Regions from separate parts of the Mus musculus genome. Here region 2 is linked to region 1. A link is a contact called in public Hi-C data. All regions are on one chromosome and are shown on one strand. Each heading gives the region's core, a stretch centred on a gene start, on an enhancer-like site or on the middle of the called end of the contact. The rest is flanking DNA. Distances are from core to core; before and after follow the strand shown.

Region 1 (3,994 bases), core at 728-3,227:
CATTCAATCACATTGTTCATGGTTTTCCTCTTCTCAAACCTTTTCTATCTTCCGTTGTCCTTCACATGTTTCCACCTTTTTCTTTTCTTTCTTTTTTTTTTTTTTCTTTTTTTGGTTTTTCGAGACAGGGTTTTTCTGTGTAGCCCTGGCTGTCCTGGAACTCACTTTGTAGACCAGGCTGGCCTTGAACTCAGAAATCTGCCTGCCTCTGCCTCCCAAGTGCTGGGATTAAAGGCATGTGCTACCACTGCCCGGATTCCTCTTCTTTTTCTATAGTGAAATCTGAGTTTTTCAAGTGTTCTAAGTTTTAAATATTTGATGACTCACACACACACACACCATAAAACACTATTACACATGAGCATCGCTTGCTCTGCCCTCAGTATCTATAACATTTCTTTTAAGGTCTACATGTTGGTTATTACCTCCCCGAAGATTTGGCTTATTTCAGGTGAAGTAATAAAGTCTCCTTTTTCTCCTAGCATATCCTGATGCACATAATATCCCTGAGTAAAAGAGGAGAAATGGAAAAGATTAATTTTCAAATAAAGCTTTCAAAAGTGCTCCACCAAAATTTTATGGAATGCTTACAGTGAAGTAAGTATTTACCAAGAAAGTTCTCTCTTCTGAAGTAACCAAGATAAGGACAGAGTCTTTACCTAAATTTTACATAGTAGTAGTCATTTTGCAAAACTCACCAAACAGCAATTACTCAAGTAGAAGGGCTGCAGACAAGATCATCTCTCTACTCCTTGCCCTCTCCCACTCTTCCATACCAATGCAAAGTCTCACTTTCTTCTCATTTTAGTTCTCCCTGGCATCCATTCAGTCTATTCAAACAGTGTCTTCACTGACTTCTCTCTCCAAAGACTCCCAACCCAAAACTAAATCCAGTGCTTTTTTTTTTTTTTAAATAAGACAACAATTACGTTTCTTACAAGGCTTAATTATCTGGGGAGAAGACTTTGTCTTAACTTCATATCCCAAGTTTTACCATAATGCTTAACCTTCAAGAAAGACTCAAAGCTTTCTTTTAGCCAGGCAGGTGAAGACCACCTAGAATCCCAGCACTCAGGAGGGTAAATAAGAAGATGCTGCAAGTTCAAGGTCAACCTCATACATACAGCGTTTCCCTTATACAAACAGCAGAAATCCACAACCCCGGTTAGAAAATCAGCATTCCTTTAACTCAGGAAAATTAAATTACATTCTGTCACCTAAACTCCGCAGGAATTTGTCATGACCTCTTTTTTGGCACTGCCCTTTAACGCAAATGACAGATAAGACTATATTCCAAGGACTTCGGCGGTGGCTCAACACCTGATGGCTCTAGAGGCCTTCGGGCTCCTCTGTGTACACACACTGGGTGGTTCACGCTCCCCCTACGTTTACCTTGGCTGGGTTAGTCAAAACCTCCTTCATGTACTCGGCCACAGTGATGGGACCTGTAGACTTTATTTTGTACATAAGATGCCGCAGCATCGGTGTCACCTGGTTGCTTTCTGCCGGCTCATTCCCGGAGCTGTAGCATTTCCCTCTCCAAATACAGGGAAGGCCTGAAAAGCACGATTAAGCACCGCCCGCATTAGATATCTCCATTTCATTTACACGCGCAGCAAGCAGCCTAAAGCTTGTAAGGATGCCTCGTTCATCACTAACTTCGCCCCAACGTCAGGACCCGATGGAGGCAAGGCATGCACCGAACCCATGACTACAAGCCCCTCCACACAGCTAAGCCTCTCTGTGGACCAGCTTCCTGCTCCAGCCCCAGGTGAGCAACGGAGGGACCAAGGAGCCGCGCCATACGGTTTCCATGGAAACAGGATCCTGCAAGGGGACTCTCACCCGCGCGGGCCACGCAGCGTCTCACCAAAGCATTCATTCCTACACCCCGAGGCCAGGCTCCGCCCCGGAGGCGGGGTTTAAACGGTATTTCCTGAATCGCCCTCGCAATAGGAAGTGCGTCACCGTAAAGCGGAAGTAAGCTCCGGGCTGCACTCGCGTGTCCAGCCCGCCATGTCGGCCGACCAGGAACCTGTGGCGTTCCTTGCCAAGCAGCCCTGGCGTCCCAAACAGGTGACAGAAGATCCGGATGAGGAAGACGAGGAGGATGGCGATGAGGGCAAGAATGGCTTCTCCCTGGAGGAGGTGTTACGCCTCGGAGGCACAAAGGTAAGGGCCGCAGGCTCTGGGGAAGGGGATGCTCACGGCTGCCGGGAAGGTGGGACCCGCAGCCCAGCCTCCGACCTGCTCTGAGAGCTTCCCACGCATTTACTGTTACCGCGCTTCAGTGGGAAAAAAAACAGTTCGGCTTGCATGTTTTCTCCTGGGTTTATGCCTCGTTAAAATGTAGGCGATCGGATTCTAACCACGTGGGCAAATGTTTTGAACACGACCGTATGTGTAATCTACATCTGCTAGGTTAAAAGGTTGGATTGAAGTCGCTAAAAGAACCTGCCAGTTTACATTAGCCTTTTATGAAAGTGCCTCTTCCTCCCTACACTACCTCATAAAGTACTTTCTATTATTGGAAGGAGTGTTGTATGTTTGTTGGTACACTCGTGTGGAAGTCAGAGGACAACTTTGGAATCGATTCTCTCTTTTATGTGACTTCCGAGGATCGGACCTAAATCACCAGGCTCCTTGGCATAGACTTGACCCACTGAGCCATCCCCTGCCCACTCAGATAAACCTTTAACCTTGCTCACCTGATGCATTACGAGTGCCTAGATCATTGCGATTTTCACTGGATTTTGTGACTGTCAGCTTGAGAATCTTTTCATATCTTGAAGAAGGTTCTTCAAAAGCCTTTTCCCTATTGTGTACCTATCTTTGGCACATTTTCCTGTTGGATATCTGTGAGTTTGCCAGATAATAGTGTAATAATTCATATGTGATGGTTTTTAAAAATGAAGTTCTTACTGAATTTCTGGGTTTGTAATACGGCCTTTTTTTTTTTTTTTTAATGTGTTTCTACAGCAAGATTACCTTATGCTGGCTACTTTGGATGAAAATGAGGAAGTGGTGGATGGGGGCAAAAAGGGAACCATTGACGACCTTCAACAAGGTGAACTGGAGTCATTTATTCAGAATCTGAATTTGGCCAAATACTCAAAGTCTTTGATTGAAGAAGATGAACCAGAGAAAAAGGAAAACACCAGCAAAAAAGAAGCAAAACTACTGAAGGTGGAGAATAAAAAACAAAAAGCAACAGAAGGAAAAAAGACATCGGAAAAGAAGGTGAAAAATAAGACTGTACCAGAACAGCGTCCTGAGAGCTGTCCCGTCTCCAAAGCAAAGAAAGATAAACAACCCGATGTGTTTGAATTTCTAGAGAGACAAACAATGTTACTCAGGCCTGGAGGCAAGTGGTACGACATGGAGTACAGCGGTGAGTATTCCTTGGAGCTGCAGCCTCCAGATGTCGTGTCCAAGTACAAAGCCCTGGCCCAGAAGCTGTATGAGCACGAAGTCAGCTTATTCAAGAGTAAGACAAACAATCAAAAGGGAGGCTCTTCCACCTGGATGAAGGCCATCGTGTCATCAGGGACACTAGCTGACAGGATGGCGGCCATGATCCTTCTAATCCAGGATGATGCTGTCCACACTCTGCAGTTTGTAGAAACCCTGATGAGCCTTGTGAAAAAGAAGGGCAGCAAGCAGCAGTGCCTCATGGCGTTGGACACGTTCAAGGAGTTGCTCATCACAGACCTTCTGCCAGACAGTCGGAAGCTCCGGGTTTTCAGCCAGCATCCTTTCCACAAACTGGAAGAGTTGTCCAGTGGCAACAAGGACTCGAGAGATAGAAGACTGATACTGTGGTATTATGAACACCAATTGAAACACTTGGTAGCAGAATTCGTCCAGGTCCTCGAGACTTTAAGTCATGATTCCTTGGTAACCACTAAAACGCGGGCCCTGGTAGCTGCCCATGAGCTGCTCTGTGATAAACCCGAGGAGGAAAAGGCTCTTCTTGTGCAGGTGATAAATAAGC
Region 2 (4,591 bases), core at 21-2,520, 1.1 Mb before region 1:
TCCAGCACTCAGGTTGAGCTTTTAAGCACACACAAAAACAAACAACAAACAAACAAACAAACCATGTTCTGGGTTGAGATACTTCAGTTAACAAGGACAGTTAGTTAGAAGTGGAATTATAGAAGCCAAAGAGCAAGGTTAGTGCACGTAGACTTTCCCACAACTATGGACTTTATTTAAAAAAATGTTTTTGTTTTGTTTTTGGAGACAGGGTTTCTCTGTGTAGTCCTGGCTATCTTAGAACTCACTCTGTAGACCAGGCTGGCCTGGAACTCAGAGATCTGCTTGCCTCTGCCTCCAAAGTGTGGGGAATAAAGGTGTGTGCCACCATGGCTAGGAACTATGGAGTTTGGTGGATTAGGTCTGTTTTAGTTCTGGCAGGTGGTGCTCTGTACCTGCTGAGTTTTACAGCACGAATGGTCCTAACATCATGTGGTCAGCTGTGTTAAGGTCTCAGGGTCTATTGAGGTTGAGGGTCCTGTTGCATCCCTGCCCTGTTTGAGACAGAGTTTCCTATGTACCCCAGGCTGCCACTGGTCTGGAATTTGGAGTGCTGGTGTTCTGCCTAAACCTTAGTTCTGGAATTACAGGTTACAGGCATGTGATAGGACTTCCACCTCATTTTCTTAAACAGCAATCTCTGTTGCTACTCGTGTTCTGGATATTCAGTGCCGTTGTCGCCTACAGCTTTCCCTGTGTGTTTCTAAGTTTCATTTTAAAAAGGAAGGAAGGAAGGAAGGAAGGAAGGAAGGAAGGAAGGAAGGAAGGAAGGAAGGAAGGAAGGAAAAAGACAGAAACAAGCAAACAAGCAAACAAACAAACAAACAAACAAGACTTATTTTATGTGTCTGAATGTTTTGTCTAATGTGTCCGTGCAAATGGTGTGTGTCTGTTGCCTGCAGGCATCAGGAAGGAGCACCCTCTGGGACGGGAAGCATCTGTAGATGGTTGTGAGTCACCATATATGTGCTGGGAATTGAACCTGGGTTCTCTGCAATAGCAGCAAGTGCTATGAACCTCTGAGCCACCTCCCCAGTCTCCTCTAAATTTTTAAATTGATCTGGGAGTGTCAAATGGATTTTTTTTTCTTTTAACCTTTTCTTTCTCTCATTAGACGATTATCTTCCGAGTCTGCCTTTACCCCGTTGGTGTGCCTCCTGCAGTGAAAGCAGGAGACCCTTTCCCTGGTTCTCTGCTGGTGGCTGTGTGGCGCCACCTGTTGTCTGCGAGCACCGGAGCCCGAGCGTGCGCAGTCTCACAGTGGCAGTTTAGGATAGTTGACAGGCCAGTGCCCTTGGCGTCACTCGTACTGCAGGATCCCGGGTGCTCCAGCAGGCCCCTGCAACGCTCAGCTCAGGTGCTCTAGGGACCAAACTCCTGGGGGCCTTTCAGTTACAAGCCCAAGTTCATGACCCGGGGACGTGCTTTCCGCCCCGGGGCTCAGGGCGCGGGGCAGAACTGGGCAGGGCTGCAAGGTCCAGTGTGGTGCAGGGCAGCTGGAGGCAGCCCCTGAGCCAAGCCAGCTACGTTGTCCAGGGCAAACTCAGCTGAGAAGGGCGTGCGTGCCTTTTGCCTATGGGATTCCCTTAACATCCCTAAGAACTTGAAATCAATGTGTTAATGCATATAGTCCTCTAGGTATTTTTTTCTTTGCATTCTTGCCTTTACAGTAGTATGCGACAGGTGTGACAACCAAGGAACTCAGTCTTCAAATAAGCAACGCGATTAGAGTGGGGGTGGGCTTTGTTTTCATCCTGAAGCTGGCAGATAAACCCTGCTCCGGGACGCTGGAGGGGATGACACAAGGTTGTGGTAGGGTGTTGTGTTTATAGGTACTCCAGGCGGGGCAGTCCCACCGGAGGCTAGGTCATCCCTTTCCTGCTACAACATACCAAGAAGATTAGAAAGGCTGGAAGAACACGTGCAGGGTGTGGATGCAGGGTGAATCCACAGAACTTCAATAGCTACCTGAAGGGAAGGTCTCTCTGGGCATATATACATATTATACATATTATATACATTATATACATATTACACACTGGCTATTCTGTATTGCTTTACAGTTGAGCAGACTCTGCTGGGGACTCAAGCTTGCAGGCCAAAGGTCACATGCTACACAGTAGCTCCTGTCACTCGAGGCTGGTTCTGGATGCCCCACCAAGGGCAAGATAAGATCCTTCACTGGGATCTGTCTGGAGAAGGTCAGATAAGGACCAAGCCCTTGGAGGCTTTTCTGATCAATGTCTAGATGGGTATACTGTGTGAATAGCGTGTCACAGAGCTTAACGGCATGTCTGGCTGTGAAGAGTCATGTCGAGGAAAAACTATTGGCAAATTTGCATCTGAGCAGGAATCTTCCTAAGGGAGAACAACTAAGCACACAGGCTCTACAGTATAAGTGCTGTAGTCTCTTGGGTTTGGTGAGGTAACTGCTTTGACAGGACCCAAAGGTTAGGGGTCACACCCTAGCCTTATTTATCCAAATAAATCCCATTCCTTCTGACTTCCGAGATGTATTAGTGATTTTCCTCATTGATATGATAAAAGACCCAGCCTATGGAAGGAAAGGTTTATTTAGAACTGTGTAGAGGCAGCTCAAGGCGGCTGGTCACATGGCAGTCACAGTCCAGAAACTGAGACAAATACTGACGCTCTACTCTGGCTCCTCCCACCTCAGTCAAACCTCAACACAGAGATGCCCAGGGCTTTGTCTAAACCCCAAGCCATCTCATGATGCTAAACCTTGCTTCAGGATCTAGATTTAGCTTTGTGTAGGAAATAGCTTTCCGTTTTAATCCGGTTTCAGTGTGAACCAAAAGAAAAGCTGGTTCAGAAAGATAATGCGGCGCTGTGTATGCATGTTTTATTTTTATTTTTATGTTTTGATAAGACCAGAGGCAGGAGCTTCCCGTAGAGAGAGAGGGAGAATGCAAATCACATTGGCTCAAATCTTAGTGCCCTTGACCATCCATCCTAGCTGCTTAACTAGAGTGAATTAAGGGAACCTCGAGCGTCCCCTAGTGGCCAATGTATGCCATGACTCTAGTAGAGTCATGGCTAGAAAGAAGTGTCGCCGCTCGGTCAATCAGCACAGCTTGGAAGAAGCACTCTAAAACACAGGGCCGGAAACCAAGACTATCAGAAGGCAACAGGGAGTTTACTTTAGAAGAAATAAAATGTCCAAGGACAACCACCTTTTTAAGTACATACGGACGATGGATACGCAGATGCTTTGTGTGAGATTCAGAACCAAAATTGGGCTGAGGGAATGAATTCCTGGAAAGCAGGTGTTTGGAGATTAACACTTGCTCCCTGGCCAGGCCGTGATGGCGCACACCTTTAATCCCAGCATTTGGGAGGCAGAGTCAGGAGGATCTCTGAGTTCGAGACCAGCTTGGTTTATAAAGGGAGGCCAGCCGGTGAAACCCTGTCTCGAAAACCAAACCAAACCAATACCAACGAAACCAAAACAAACAGTAGCAGCCCCAGCAGCAGCCGCAGCAGCAGCAACACCACCACCACCACCACCTTGATCCAAAACTTCACTCTCTGGAAATAAAGACCGTGTGAAAATGTCATGGGAGAATTCCAGGCAGACCCCTTTTGCTCTGCAGTCCCCAGCCCCAGGCTTTTAAGGGAGAGCCCTGGTTTCAGTACTCTGCTGCCAGTGGTGGGGTCTCTGATGAGATACATTCTGCATAGACTCCAGTGTGCTCATACTCACTGCACATCCTTTAAAAAGTCTGTTGCTTCTAGAAATATTTGAAAATATTAGGATAATTTGAAATATTTTGTCAAATCATATTCTGATTCGTGGCTTAAAAGACAACTGTAGGATTGGAGAGATGGCTCAGCGGTTAAGAGCACTGACTGCTCTTCAAGAGTTCAAATCCCAGCAACCACATGGTGGGTCACAACCATCCGTATTGAGATCTGACTCCCTCTTCTGGAGTGTCTGAAGACAGCTACAGTGTACTTACATATAATAAATAAATAATTAAAGAAAATGACAACTGTAGGACTGGAGAGATGACTCAGCATTTAAGAGCACTGACTGGGGGCTGGTGAGATGGCTCAGTGGGTAAGAGCACCCGACTGTTCTTCCGAAGGTCCAGAGTTCAAATCCCAGCAACCACATGGTGGCTCACAACCATCTGTAACAAGATCTGACTCCCTCTTCTGGAGTGTCTGAAGACAGCTACAGTGTACTTACATATAATAAATAAATAAATCTTAAAAAAAAAAAAAAAAGAGCACTGACTGCTCTTCCAGAGGTCCTGAGTTCAATTCCCAGCAACCACATGGTGGCTCACAACCATCTGTAGTGAGATCCAGTGCCCTCTTCTGGTGTGTCTCAAGACAGCTACAATGTAGTCACATATATAAAATAAATAAATACAAAAAAAAACCCAAATAAACAATTTACAATGAAAATACTTTTTAAAAAGATTTATTAAAGAAGACAACTGTAGATCCATATTTATCAGACGAACAAGATTAAACAATTTAAGAAAGATTTATAGCTAGGCATTGTGGTACATACCTTTAATCCTAGCACTTGGGAGGTAGAGCCAGGAGGATCTCTGTGAGT

What was found. A called contact is a pair of places that touch in the nucleus more often than the background predicts.
Region 2: a Hi-C map of liver shows a contact between it and region 1, with 2.6 times the contacts expected there. The contact joins the enhancer-like site here to the promoter of Cebpz in region 1. A contact is called at or near these places in 12 of 39 promoter capture datasets (the 3T3-L1 cell line, the C10 cell line, the HPC-7 cell line and 8 more), 4 of 484 Hi-C or Micro-C datasets (cortical neurons, liver, muscle stem cells and 1 more), 2 of 115 datasets of contacts at active chromatin or transcription factors (bone marrow-derived macrophages and embryonic stem cells) and 2 of 9 other capture datasets (adipose tissue and liver).

What each region holds. Positions count from the first base shown.
Region 1 is chr17:78,935,053-78,939,046 of GRCm38.p6, reverse strand. Cebpz (CCAAT/enhancer binding protein zeta) reads left to right here and starts at 1,977. Exons shown (of 16, transcript NM_001024806.2): 1 at 1,977-2,172; 2 at 2,980-3,994. The coding sequence starts at 2,017. It overlaps Ndufaf7 (NADH:ubiquinone oxidoreductase complex assembly factor 7), which reads right to left and starts at 1,912. Exons shown (of 10, transcript NM_028611.3): 1 at 1,846-1,912; 2 at 1,393-1,556; 3 at 426-506. The coding sequence starts at 1,882.
Region 2 is chr17:80,016,025-80,020,615 of GRCm38.p6, reverse strand. No RefSeq gene overlaps it. Among named protein-coding and RNA genes, the nearest start is that of Gm22215, 15 kb to the left of the region's middle. Within about 2 kb of position 1,270, at least 23 of the 459 cell types and tissues checked have an H3K27ac peak or open chromatin away from gene starts, as enhancers often do. A contact at or near this core is called in liver and muscle stem cells, where this site is marked.